Linked DNA regions of Mus musculus: regions 1 and 3 are each linked to region 2. A link is a contact called in public targeted proximity ligation data. All regions are on one chromosome and are shown on one strand. The core of a region is the stretch at or near the end of the contact, and the rest is flanking DNA. Distances in the headings are between cores, read along the strand shown.

The links.
Region 1: a contact with region 2 is called in a targeted proximity ligation map of memory CD8 T cells, with 80 read pairs. A contact is called at or near these places in 2 of 484 Hi-C or Micro-C datasets (both in CD4 T cells) and 2 of 130 datasets of targeted methods (CD8 T cells and memory CD8 T cells).
Region 3: a targeted proximity ligation map of memory CD8 T cells shows a contact between it and region 2, with 87 read pairs. A contact is called at or near these places in 28 of 484 Hi-C or Micro-C datasets (the AML12 cell line, the Ba/F3 cell line, CD4 T cells and 14 more), 7 of 130 datasets of targeted methods (CD8 T cells, the NIH/3T3 cell line, epiblast stem cells and 4 more) and 1 of 9 other capture datasets (embryonic stem cells).

What each region holds. Positions count from the first base shown.
Region 1 is chr19:14,350,538-14,354,098 of GRCm38.p6, reverse strand. No RefSeq gene overlaps it. Among named protein-coding and RNA genes, the nearest start is that of Gm8630, 84 kb to the left of the region's middle.
Region 2 is chr19:14,693,258-14,696,945 of GRCm38.p6, reverse strand. No RefSeq gene overlaps it. Among named protein-coding and RNA genes, the nearest start is that of Tle4, 97 kb to the right of the region's middle.
Region 3 is chr19:14,385,371-14,389,463 of GRCm38.p6, reverse strand. No RefSeq gene overlaps it. Among named protein-coding and RNA genes, the nearest start is that of Gm8630, 49 kb to the left of the region's middle.

The DNA of each region.
Region 1 (3,561 bases), core at 1,044-3,543, 340 kb after region 2:
CTGGATTTTATCCAAATAGATGTCTTGGGATTTTGAAGGCAGCCAGTCCTATGACAGGACATAACTTATAGGAAGGTCAAGCTGGTCATGATACCACACAAGCATGGAAGAGGCAGCATTGGAGACAGGAAGACTGGCTGAGAGGCTGAAAGGATTCCAAGGGTAAAGTTGAAGAGCAGATATATTCAGCATCTATGTAGCAGATTTTATAGGGAGAAAGTATGGCCCATGGTAGAGAGTGACAGCCCAGGCTCCTTCATTAATGAGTGACCTGTGTTGATTATGTGAAGTGTGTTCCATTGAGCCACATGGGGACTGGATTGTAAAAGCCACATACAGAAGCAGTGCTGTAGTTCAAGAAGGAAATGTGAAAATACACTTTAGGTCTTTTAAATGTATATTTAGCAGTGAATTAGACAACTGAAGGAGATTCTTTATGAAGAGTGTGAGCTTGAAGGTGCACAAAGACACAAGAAGAAGAGAAGAGAAGAGAAGAGAAGAGAAGAGAAGAGAAGAGAAGAGAAGAGAAGAGAAGAGAAGACGGGAATATGGCTGCTGGGACAAGACCCAGGGAATATGGCTGCTGGGACAAGATCCAGTCTCTGACAACTAGAGGGCCAGGGTAGAAAAGCCCCCAAGAATGGTGAAGTTCGCTGAAATGCAGCACATGTTCTCAGCAGCTCCTCAGCTGCGATTTTCCTGGAGTACTCACTGCCTCTGACACACGCCCATCCTTATCACAGTGACTTAGCAACACCCACACAGTCCCAGGATCTCATTCTGGGCACCTGATGACGCAAGAGGCAATATTTTGCACTACAGCTACCCAAAGTAGGATTCTTATCCTCAACATGTCTTTGAGTCAGCCTTCTCTCTGTTGAGAAGGATGTCTTCTACCTGGTAGAATGTTTAACTGCATCCCTGATTTATCAATTGGGTTTAATTAACACCCTCAGTGTTAATATCTGGAACAGAACATACAACTAGGAAGCGCTCCTTTTAGTTCTTATGGAAGGAATAGAAATGTAAGCAGAAGATTATTACATGGGTCAAGGTACTTGGCTGCAGATGAGAGAATCCATTCTTAGTGCGTAACCAGAAGAAATATTGATACATATTTCTAGAAAGGAGTAGTAGGTAGCTTCAGAACTCTGGCACATTGACAGTCAGAAAGACACCCAAGCCATCCACAGGGTCACTCTGCAGATGGCAGCATATTAGAATCCCTGCTCCTACCACAACTTAACATAGAGTGTGTCTCAGGTTTAGGTGTCAGAAGTCACCCAAGATACTTTCCCGTGCACCTGCACCCACAGGAGCCACATGGTTTTCCACTGCTGCCCACACAGGAGCCACATGGCTTTCCACTGCTGCCCACTCACTCAATGTCCAATTTTCCATGGGTGTGTCTAGCGTGCAGACCCGAGGTGTTGCTGTTGGTTTTGGTTTTAGTGTAATGGAGAGGCAGCAGTGGCTTTGAAGGTGAGATGATGCAGTTTTATTTGGCTTTAAAAATACCTCATCACTGCCCAAGTTATAACTGCAGAATTCATTTTCAATTTCAAATTCATAAATACATCTCCAGTTCCCTTCATGCTAGCCAACTACTGCTACTATTGGCTTTTACATATCTTCATCCAAATATTCCCCGCAGTCCTACACATTGACTTAGCCAGTTGAGCTCAGTCCTGCTGGGTGTTTGGTTAGCTCACATTCACACCCTACAGCCCCATCCCCTTCCCCTCACTTGTGTTAGCTTTTGGGTTTTCTCTGAATATGCAGAGTCCAGACACTTGTCTCATCCAAACTCATTCTCTTTCTGGCTTCTTGAATACAGAAAGAAGGAACTGAAATATATTAAAATCCTATGCTGTGTCAGATACAGTGGCAAGGACTTTGCATATCTAATCTTGTCCCTAAGAACTGGGTACTGTGAGGAGAAGAACTTTAAAAGCAGATGACTCAAAAAGTAAAAGAAACTATTGAAAAAGAGATCAAATAGCACATGACAAAATGAAAGCCTTGGGGCATCAAATGACATCAGCACAAAGAAGAAAAAGAATCTTGAGGCAGGGAGAAAACACTTATAAATCACATATCTGATAGGGTCTAATAAGACAGCTATACGACTCTTATTACACAGGATAAAGGCAAAACCCAATTGTAAAATGCTGAAGGATGTAGATTCATGTTTCTCTACGGCAATACATGTGAGCTCAAGAAAGATACTGAACATCATTAGTCCTGATCAAAGCCACAGCGAGATACCATTTCACACTTACTGGGGTTTCCTGTGATACAAGCTGAAAAGTAAACAGGAAACTGAGTGGTGGTGAGGGTTTGGAGCAACCGGTGCTCACTCAGATGGCACATAGAGACATGAATTTACTGCCACCATTGTGGAAAGCACTTTTGAGAAATGATATTCCCCATAGACATTAAACAGACCTATTGTGATGTGTTGTTATATCCGAATGGCCTTTCTAAGGTAACATAAAGAGGAAAGTTTTCTTTGCCCAGAGCTTTGGATATTTCAGGCCAGGTTTGGTTTGACCCATTGTTTTCCAGCCAATGGCAAGGGGATGTGTGGGGAAAAAGAAGGAAAGAGACTGGGTGGGTCCCTCAGTCCTATTTGAGGACATGCCCCCAGTGACCCAAGGGCTCTTACCAGCCCCTGCTCTTCAACATCCCACACTTTCTCCTGTAGCATCACAGGCTAGGCTTCAAATCTATAATGCCGAGACCTTTGAAGGGCTCTTCAGATCTAAAAATGCAGCACTATATAACCCAGAAATGTCACTCTAGACAATATACTCAGGAAACATAAAAATGTCAGTCTATTTAAAGCTTGATCATGCAAATTCATAACTGATTATAATCACAAAAAGATGAAATGGATTCAGGTGTCTGTCAACAAATGATTAGATAACTAAGATGTGGGATAACTATACAATGGGATATTATTTAGCCACTCAGAGGGATGGGGTATTTGACCATCTACAAGATGGGAAAATGACGGAGATACATTGCATGTGAGGAACCAAACACAAAGGTGACAGACTCATAGGATTCATCATAAGAATTGTTCCAAGTGAGGAAATTCACAGAAACAGAGCTTATGCTAGAGAGAAGGGTGAATTGAATGACTGTATTTTTGGAGGACTGGGGATGTTTAAGTCAGGTAACAGTGGAGATAGCAGTCTTTGGAAACTGCCAGAAAACTCTGCACTGTGTGTTTAAAGCAATGAGCTTTAGGGTTTGTGACTTAACTCACTGTCTTTCTCAATATTTAGAGAGAGAGAGCGAGAAATTCTCAGCTACTAGACCACCAGAAACACATCTCAACTAAAGATAGCTTTAAATCTGACCCCAGAACCTCTCTTACTACACATGTGACCACAGGCAAAATATTTGCCTTCTTTGACACTGTTTCTCTGTAGGATGAGAGATTTGTCTTCAGAGTTAAGCCAGAGACCATGCCAAGGACACCTATGATTGTCTCTGCCTACAACGAGTATTAATTCATTACAGCTACTAGATTTCTCAGCAATAACATGAGGG
Region 2 (3,688 bases), core at 151-2,650:
GAATTAATTTGGTTGTTTTTAACTAAGCAGTCAATTCAAAGAAAAAATAATTCTACTCAAAATATATTCATGGTCAATTTATTTTACAGGAGAGATCAGGGCCTTATTTTTTTCTTGTATAAATAACACTGAACATAGATTATAAAAATCACAATCTTAACTAGGCATGATGGTGTACATCTTTAATCCAGAACTTTGGAGGCAGAAGCAGGAAGAGCTCTAGGAGTTCAAAACCAACCTGGTCTACATGATGAATTCCAGGACAGCTGTAGCTACAGTGAGACCTTGTCTCAAATAAACAAACAAATAAATAAACAAACAAATAAAATAATAGTCTTACAAAATTTTTCAGTTAAAAAATTTTTACTATATTCACCAAAAGAATTTGATGCAATCTCACCAAATTCTACTGCAGGATGCCCACAAGAACAACGCAGAAAAGAAATTGCCTTCCACATCATCTATCCAAAAAGACAGCACACCAAAAGGAAAGGCACTGGCTGGGGTTTGAGAGATAAAGTGGGAGACTTCTGAAATAGTTCGTCCATGAGATAAACAATAGATTATGCTGAAGAATGAATGAGCGCAAGTTCCAAAGAAATGCCTTGAAATGCAGCCTGCTCAAACCCTTAAGATTTCAAGTCAGGGGCCCTGGCGAGGTGACTGAATAAGCTGGCTGGTCTTCCATGGGACCTGGGTTTGATTCCCAGCACTGACAACGAGGCTTATAATGATCAGTAACTCCAGTTCCAGGGGACCAGTTGTGCTCCTCTTCTGGCCTCTGTAGGCACCACGCCCTCATGTCATGCATAACCATTCATCCAGGCAAAACATTCATATATGTAAAAATAAGAATAATATTTTAAAAGTGTTTGGGTTAGGATGGGATGAAGAAGGACAGTGATCTTAAATTGCAGAACACTGAAAGGACTCAACTGGCCGAAGTTTGTGCAGAGAACCAAAGATTTCCTAATGAAACAGTGAGTTGTAGAAGACTTTTGTCCTGAGACTCAGTGTGCAATTTGACATCTGGCCTGTTGTCTTAAGAGAACCAAAGAGGACAGTGGGCTGATATCAGGAGAATCCAGTATTGGCCTCTTTACTTTGAGGTCTGTCTTTTTCTATTTGTCTGTGCACTACAGATGATGCATAACAACCTGAAAATAGACTACAGAGAAGTGATTTTTGTGTAGGCAAATGCCGTGGTTTGAATAAGATATGCCTATCATAGGCTCACGTGTTGAATGTTTGGCTCCCACCTAATGATACTATCCTATGCAGTTCTAAGACTTTTGAGAGGCGGAGTCAGTGCAGGAAGCGAGTCACGGGGTACGCTTTGGATGTTCTACCTCGTCCCTGGGTGCAGCAAGGATGTGGGTTGATGGGGAGGGTGGATGAATGAAAAGCAGAAGCAAAGGTAGCATGAGGTAGCTAGTCGCTGTCATGTGTTCTTGACGTGTGTTGTACCACAGATCAGAATCAAAGGAGGCAAGGTCTGAGGCTGAAGACTTTGAAGGCATAAACTAATGCAAGTCTTTCACCCTGCCATGTACTTTGTCACGATACTGAAAAAACTTCCACAGACAGGATTGTTGTAACCTCTATCTACTTCTATCTGGGGCCACTGACAACCCATCGAGACCCTCCTAGTGGAGCATATAGCTGTGTCATAGGTCTAATTTTGTCCGTTTTCCCTGATATCAAATGCTCCTGAAAAATAGATTGACTATCTCAATTAATTGCTGGTTTATATGTATGAATTCATTTGTGTGCTGTAAAAGTGAATGATACAGTTTTGAGCTACCAAAGGAACTGAAGCCAAAGATGGCAACAACAGGAAGCCTTTAAGGGAAAAAAAGTTCTATTACTAGTGTCCCTGTATCCTATGCTCTATGTTAAATTTTCTTTTTAAAGCCAACTAACCCTGTGTTGAGCAGAAAGGGTTTGTATCAAAGGAACGGATGAATAAGTGGAAAGCCAAGGTAAATGAAGCCATAACTATAAACCCAGATGTGGAAATGTAGTCCCAGATTCTCTATTTCTTTTTCTTAACAAAAGTAAACCTCCGGGAGGAGAAGCATCTTATAAATTGTATTGTTTAAAAATTGCTGTATTCATTATGAGGAGCTTAATTATGGTCATCATTTACCAAAAGAAAAAAATCAAAGTCTTGTCAGAGAATTCATAATAATGAATGTTTCTCATTAAAAATTAATGAATGAGTGCCTTATATTGAAGGAAGTGTGTGAAATACCCTAATTTTCTTGTTTAAAAGAATTAATATTCATACATATTAGGTCCAAATTACCACCATTTAGGTGGCTACTTAGTGTTACAGATTACAGATCCGTTTATTACCATACAAGCAGACTATATTTGCTAGCATGCCTAGATTGTGCTATGATAAACAAATGTCGAGCTCTCCATGCCTTCTTTTTAGATGTAGAGTCATCCTCAGAGCAGCTCTTCCCCACCAGTGACTCAGCAAACAATGCTCCTTCCACCTAAGGCTTCTACCAGCTCAGCTCATGGGATTACCAGGACACAAGAAAGGCAGAAAACTGTGTATCAGCTTTCAAAAGTTTCAGCCTAAGTTGACACATACATAAGTACTTATAACCCAGGGCCAGATAGTCTGGCTGATGCAGGGAACCAGACGCAAACTGTGACTAATAAGTCATCTACAACAGAAATACTAAAATCAAAGAACAATATTGGGGTTTGGTTTGGTTTGGTTTGGTTTGGTTTGGTTTGGTTTTTGGTTTTTCGAGACAGGGTTTCTCTGTACAGCCCTGACTGTCCTGGAACTCACTTTGTAGACCAGGCTGGCCTCGAACTCAGAAGTCCGCCTGCCTCTGCCTCCCAAGTGCTGGGATTAAAGACGTGTGCCACCACTGCCCGGCAGAACAATATTGTTAAAACACATATTATTTACTTATTGTTGGGTACTACTAGGATTATTTACATAGTGTGTGAAGAGAGGTTGGAATCTTTCAAAATCCAGCCCCAATAATGCCATATTTTGAACTAATATAAAATTTTATCAATCCACAAATTAATAAATTGTCATTGTATCTACATGAGTATAAACAAACTATAAAAAAAATATAGTTTGAGAAGCATTGATCTACCAGTGCCAAAAATGTGTCTCTAGAGAATGCAGAGTTGTTTCCTTCGGTGTGGAATTATACACAGGCAAAGCTCCGCCTATCTTCAGGTAGATTATTAATCCACTAAAGTATGAGGAATGTTCTTTCTTGGCCAAAACTAAAATGGAAAGGAAGACTGTGGCTGAAGATGAAAGACCTTCCCTCCTAGAACCCGGTCTGAGAATGTTTTACTTTCTTCTTCATCTCTAAGCTAACTCTGTAATTAAATGAAGAGCTGAACTAATTAAATGTGTCTTTGACAGCATTACCTGGCATTCAGTGGCTGAGGGCACTGTGGAATAGTTAATCTAAGTGCTGACCATCTCTTATAGGAGGTGACCTCAAGAACATATAATTATAGCAGTAATTTATTTACCTGAAAATGACTGTGTTCACAGGTTGGCGGACAGCATAATTATACAAATGGGCTTTGCATTGGCTGTGATGATTTAGACATTGGGTTGGTTGATCTATATTTAGCCCTGCAATTGACAATTTCTCCTAGGAAAAACTGGGAGGTCCTTCATGTTGATCCATAT
Region 3 (4,093 bases), core at 219-2,718, 310 kb after region 2:
GGTTATTGGTAAACAGATGCTTGCCCCAAACTACTGCAGGATAGCTAAAGGAAGAATTCTGTTCCTGGCTGTTCTGAGGACAGTTTCTCAGTCTTGATACTCTTGAGCCTCCTAATGGATAACTGTTTGTTGTTGCGCAGGTCCTGTGCACTGTAGGAACTTAGCAAACTTTCTGATCTCTAGCTATTGCGTATGAATAACACCTCCTCAGTTATGACAATCAGTATGTTTCCAACATGTCTCAAATTGCCAATCCTCTCCTTAGGACCACTGTTTTCAGTTGAGAAACTAAAGGGGACATCAAGATCCTAAAGAAGCCAATCATATGCACACATACATCTTTCTGACTTCTTTAGTTTTAACATCAAAATACCAGCTTAAAAAGAGTGGAAGATTTATCTCCCTGTATGCTATAATTCAAATTCCTGTGCCTGAGGAGTACTGGTTCAGAGTAATTTGGTAATCAGAGCACTGATAGGGAGAGAGATCACTCTTACTTGCTGAGGGACTTTGCGCTGTGTCAAGTCACTTACATGTGGTATTTCTTTTGATCTTTAACAAAAGGAGGAATTAACTACCTTATCATCCAATGTTCTTGTAGGTGAACACAGTGCACCTGAAAACACGGAAAATGTTTTTATCTGAGAGTTTTTGCCCTGGTTTAGTGGCAGAACTCAAATTTACATCCAGGTAGCCCCACCTGGAGCCCGTGTGGGGAATTACTTGCACACAGTAGGCTGGACCACAAGGGAAAGAAGGCCCGCTCTGAGAGATGAGCTGCTGCCACAGCTGCCACTCAACATCCTAGCATTTCTACATAACTCAAGCCCCTGTGAGTCATATCCTATAATCGTTTTTTCTTTTCTTTTCTTTCTTTTTTTTTTTATGAGAACACAGTGGCAAATAGCTAATTTAAAATCATCCCTGTCAAAAGAAGATAAGAAAATTACATGTGGGTTTGATTTAAAAAAAAATTAAACATTTTATAGCTCTTCTAAAACACTTGTTAAATTTTATCAAACTGTGACCTTATAAACTTGGACCCCTGATGCATGGATGAGCTGTGTGCTCAGTAGCAATGCAAAGTTGCATTTGCCATTCACTCTGTGTTAATTAACAGTGGTTAGACTCTGCTATTGACATCCATGATCTCTAACATGTCTAACATATGTTGATAGGGAAGAACAGCTGACTTCTGTGTCATAGGGTTCTCTGCCAGGGAAAGTTTAAAAAAATTGGGATTGGTCAATAGTAAAAAAGAATGGGAAAAAAAAAAAAACCAGGAAGAAAAACAGAGTCTGCAATGAATCCACAGTCTGGAAAACGAATGATCAAGTTCTGCATCATCTGTATTTTCTTAGTGCAAGTCCCAAGTGTCTCTGCCTCCTTCCTTTCTTGTGTACCCTCTCTATTATGACTCCCGTTACTGAATCTGTTCCACTGCCACTCCCCAAAATGATAGTGAAAGTAACACATGAGAGCTCTCTCTTTAGTGTTTCCCTTCTAAGTCTGTGTACTGGGCTTCCTCATTCATACTGGGTCGGTACTCAGGAGTGACGCAGCTTTAGGGGCAGCCTTGGGAAAACTGAGCTGGAAAGATGTGGAAACGAATTCTATCCATCTGGAAATGGCCAAGCTTTCCTTAAAGGAAGGAGGACAGGAAGGGCCGAAGCTTGCTATTGGCAGATTTCACTGATTCCTTTTATAGGAATCTTTGTCATGGGAGAATCTCAAACACATCCACAGTGGCTAGAATAGTAAATGAACTCTTGTGTGCTTGGCACCCAATCCCAAGACTAATGAAGCTATGGCCAATCTTGTCTTATACAATATTTGCTACTTGTGAGAGTAAAGTTGTTACTCTCTGTGGTGTTGGCCACTCTCACAAAGCTACACTCATCTCAAGGTGTTTCGAATCGCTCACTAGATCCTGGCAGTCCTTGGTTCCTCTTAAAGAATTAGCAGAGAGTGCCTTTAGATCTCTTTCCTGGGGACAGCTCTGTACACTATGTCACTTCATGACAGCTTGCTTCTTCAAAGTGTCCTAGGAAAGAAAACAAAAGAGAACACCATATTGTGGAAAAGGCAATACCCTATATCCTTGTTATATTCTAATTCCTAGAAAAAGATCGCTTCTTTTTGCCTACACCCTAGCAAAAGTGAAGGCACACCAGGAGGCAGAGTCATCTGGGGCCTTTCTAGAAGCCAAACCTGGTAACTATCTCTCTATTCAATTCTTCTTTCCAACAGTCTTTTGAAGCAAATCTCACATTTCACACCATGTCTTCTGTTAAGCTCTGTAGCATGCTTCCCCGGAAGACAGCCACACTTCGGCAGATTCAGCCCCGCAGTGCCATTAGCACACCTGAAATGTCAGGACCCAAATATGTTTAAATTTTTAATCAGTATCCAAATTTTAAGTTGCCTCATGGATATCTCAATGCATTAAGATTGACTGACACCTTTCAAAAATGTCTTTGAAGTCACTTTTAATCAACGGTTTCTCTCGTCTCTTTAAAATTCATTTGAAGTGAAGGAAGTGGTTTGTTGACCCAGTTTCCCAGAGTCTGCAGTTTGCTGATTGGATCCTTTGGCATTAACTTACCATACCCTTTACATTTCTCATAAGTTGACCTCATGTGCATATCATCTCTAGGTCATAAGACACCATAGCTTTGTGTGTCTTCCTCTTTTATTGTTAGAAATATTATTATTATTATTAATTGTGTTTCTGTGTAATTATGTGCACATGAGTGGAGGTAGCCATAGAATATGAAGAAAGGGTTGGATAATTTGCAACTGGAGTTACTGGTGATTGTGAGCCACCTGGTGTGGGTACTTGGAACCAAACTCAGGTCCTTTGAAAGAGCAGTATATGCTCTAAACTGCTGAGCCATATCTCTAGCCCCTATTTTATCTATCTATCTATCTATCTATCTATCTATCTATCTATCTATCTATCTATCTATCTATCTATCTACTATCTATCTATCTATCTATCATCAGTCTGTCTATTTAGTAGATATGTTCTGTCACTCAATATAGAGCTCATCAATTTGGCTATGCTGGCTGGCCAATAAGCTTCAGGGATCTACTTTCCCCACCCCACCCCCAACTCCATACCTCAGGCTGGGATTACAAGTGCTTGCAGCTGTGTCTGGCATCGACACGGGCCTTGGGACTAAAAACTCAATTCTTCGTGCTTGTGCAGCAGGCATGTTAGCAAGCGAATGATGTTCTTAACCTAACTCCCCATGCCCCTTCCCCTTTTCCTGGCAGTGTCTCACACTAGAGATCAGGCCAACTCTAGATCCTCTTCCTGTCCTGGCCTCCAAAGTACTGGATTCTGTGCATGTGCTGCCTTGCTGGGCTGACAATCATTGATTTTTAAAATAGCATTGTATTTTGCAAATTGAAATAATGCTACCTCCTATCATCAGAGGCATTAAGGGATTTCTCAGAGGGAAGCTGTGACACTGCTGTCCTTGCTCAGCATGTGTAGGCTAGTCTTGGATATTTATGTTGTCACTTCATTGAGCTATATGCCTTGCTGCCATCGCATGTGTTGGCTTTGATATTTTGCTTTTCCCAAATGCTTGCTGTACTTCTGTTCTGAGAGAAGTCATTGCCTAGTAATGCCCTTGTCAGAGAAGTTTCTTGCAGGGGGTGACAATTAACACAGAACTCCCAAGTGGCTCAAGTGCTGAAAGTAAGTGACTGTTGAGTGCTTAGCACAAAAACGTGGACATCTCTGCTCCCCATTCAAGGCCAAGGGAACTGTCTGGGAAAAGGGATAGATTCTAGATTCCTTTCTGTTGCTGTGATGAAACCCTCACTAGTAGCAACTTAGTGGGACGGATTTATTTGGTTTATACTTCCAGGTCATGTTTCATCACTGAGAGAAGTCAGGCCAGCTTAACCAAATGAACTTGAAGGCAGCCCTGCTTGCTGTCCCATGACGGTGTTACCTCTGACCAACGGACTCATTAACAGCCGAGGAGGTACAGTAGAAACTCTGAGGGATCCTGGTTGGTTGCTGGCTACTAGGATGAGGTAGAAAGAATGTGTTTTTTTCCGGGTGACAGTTAAAGTA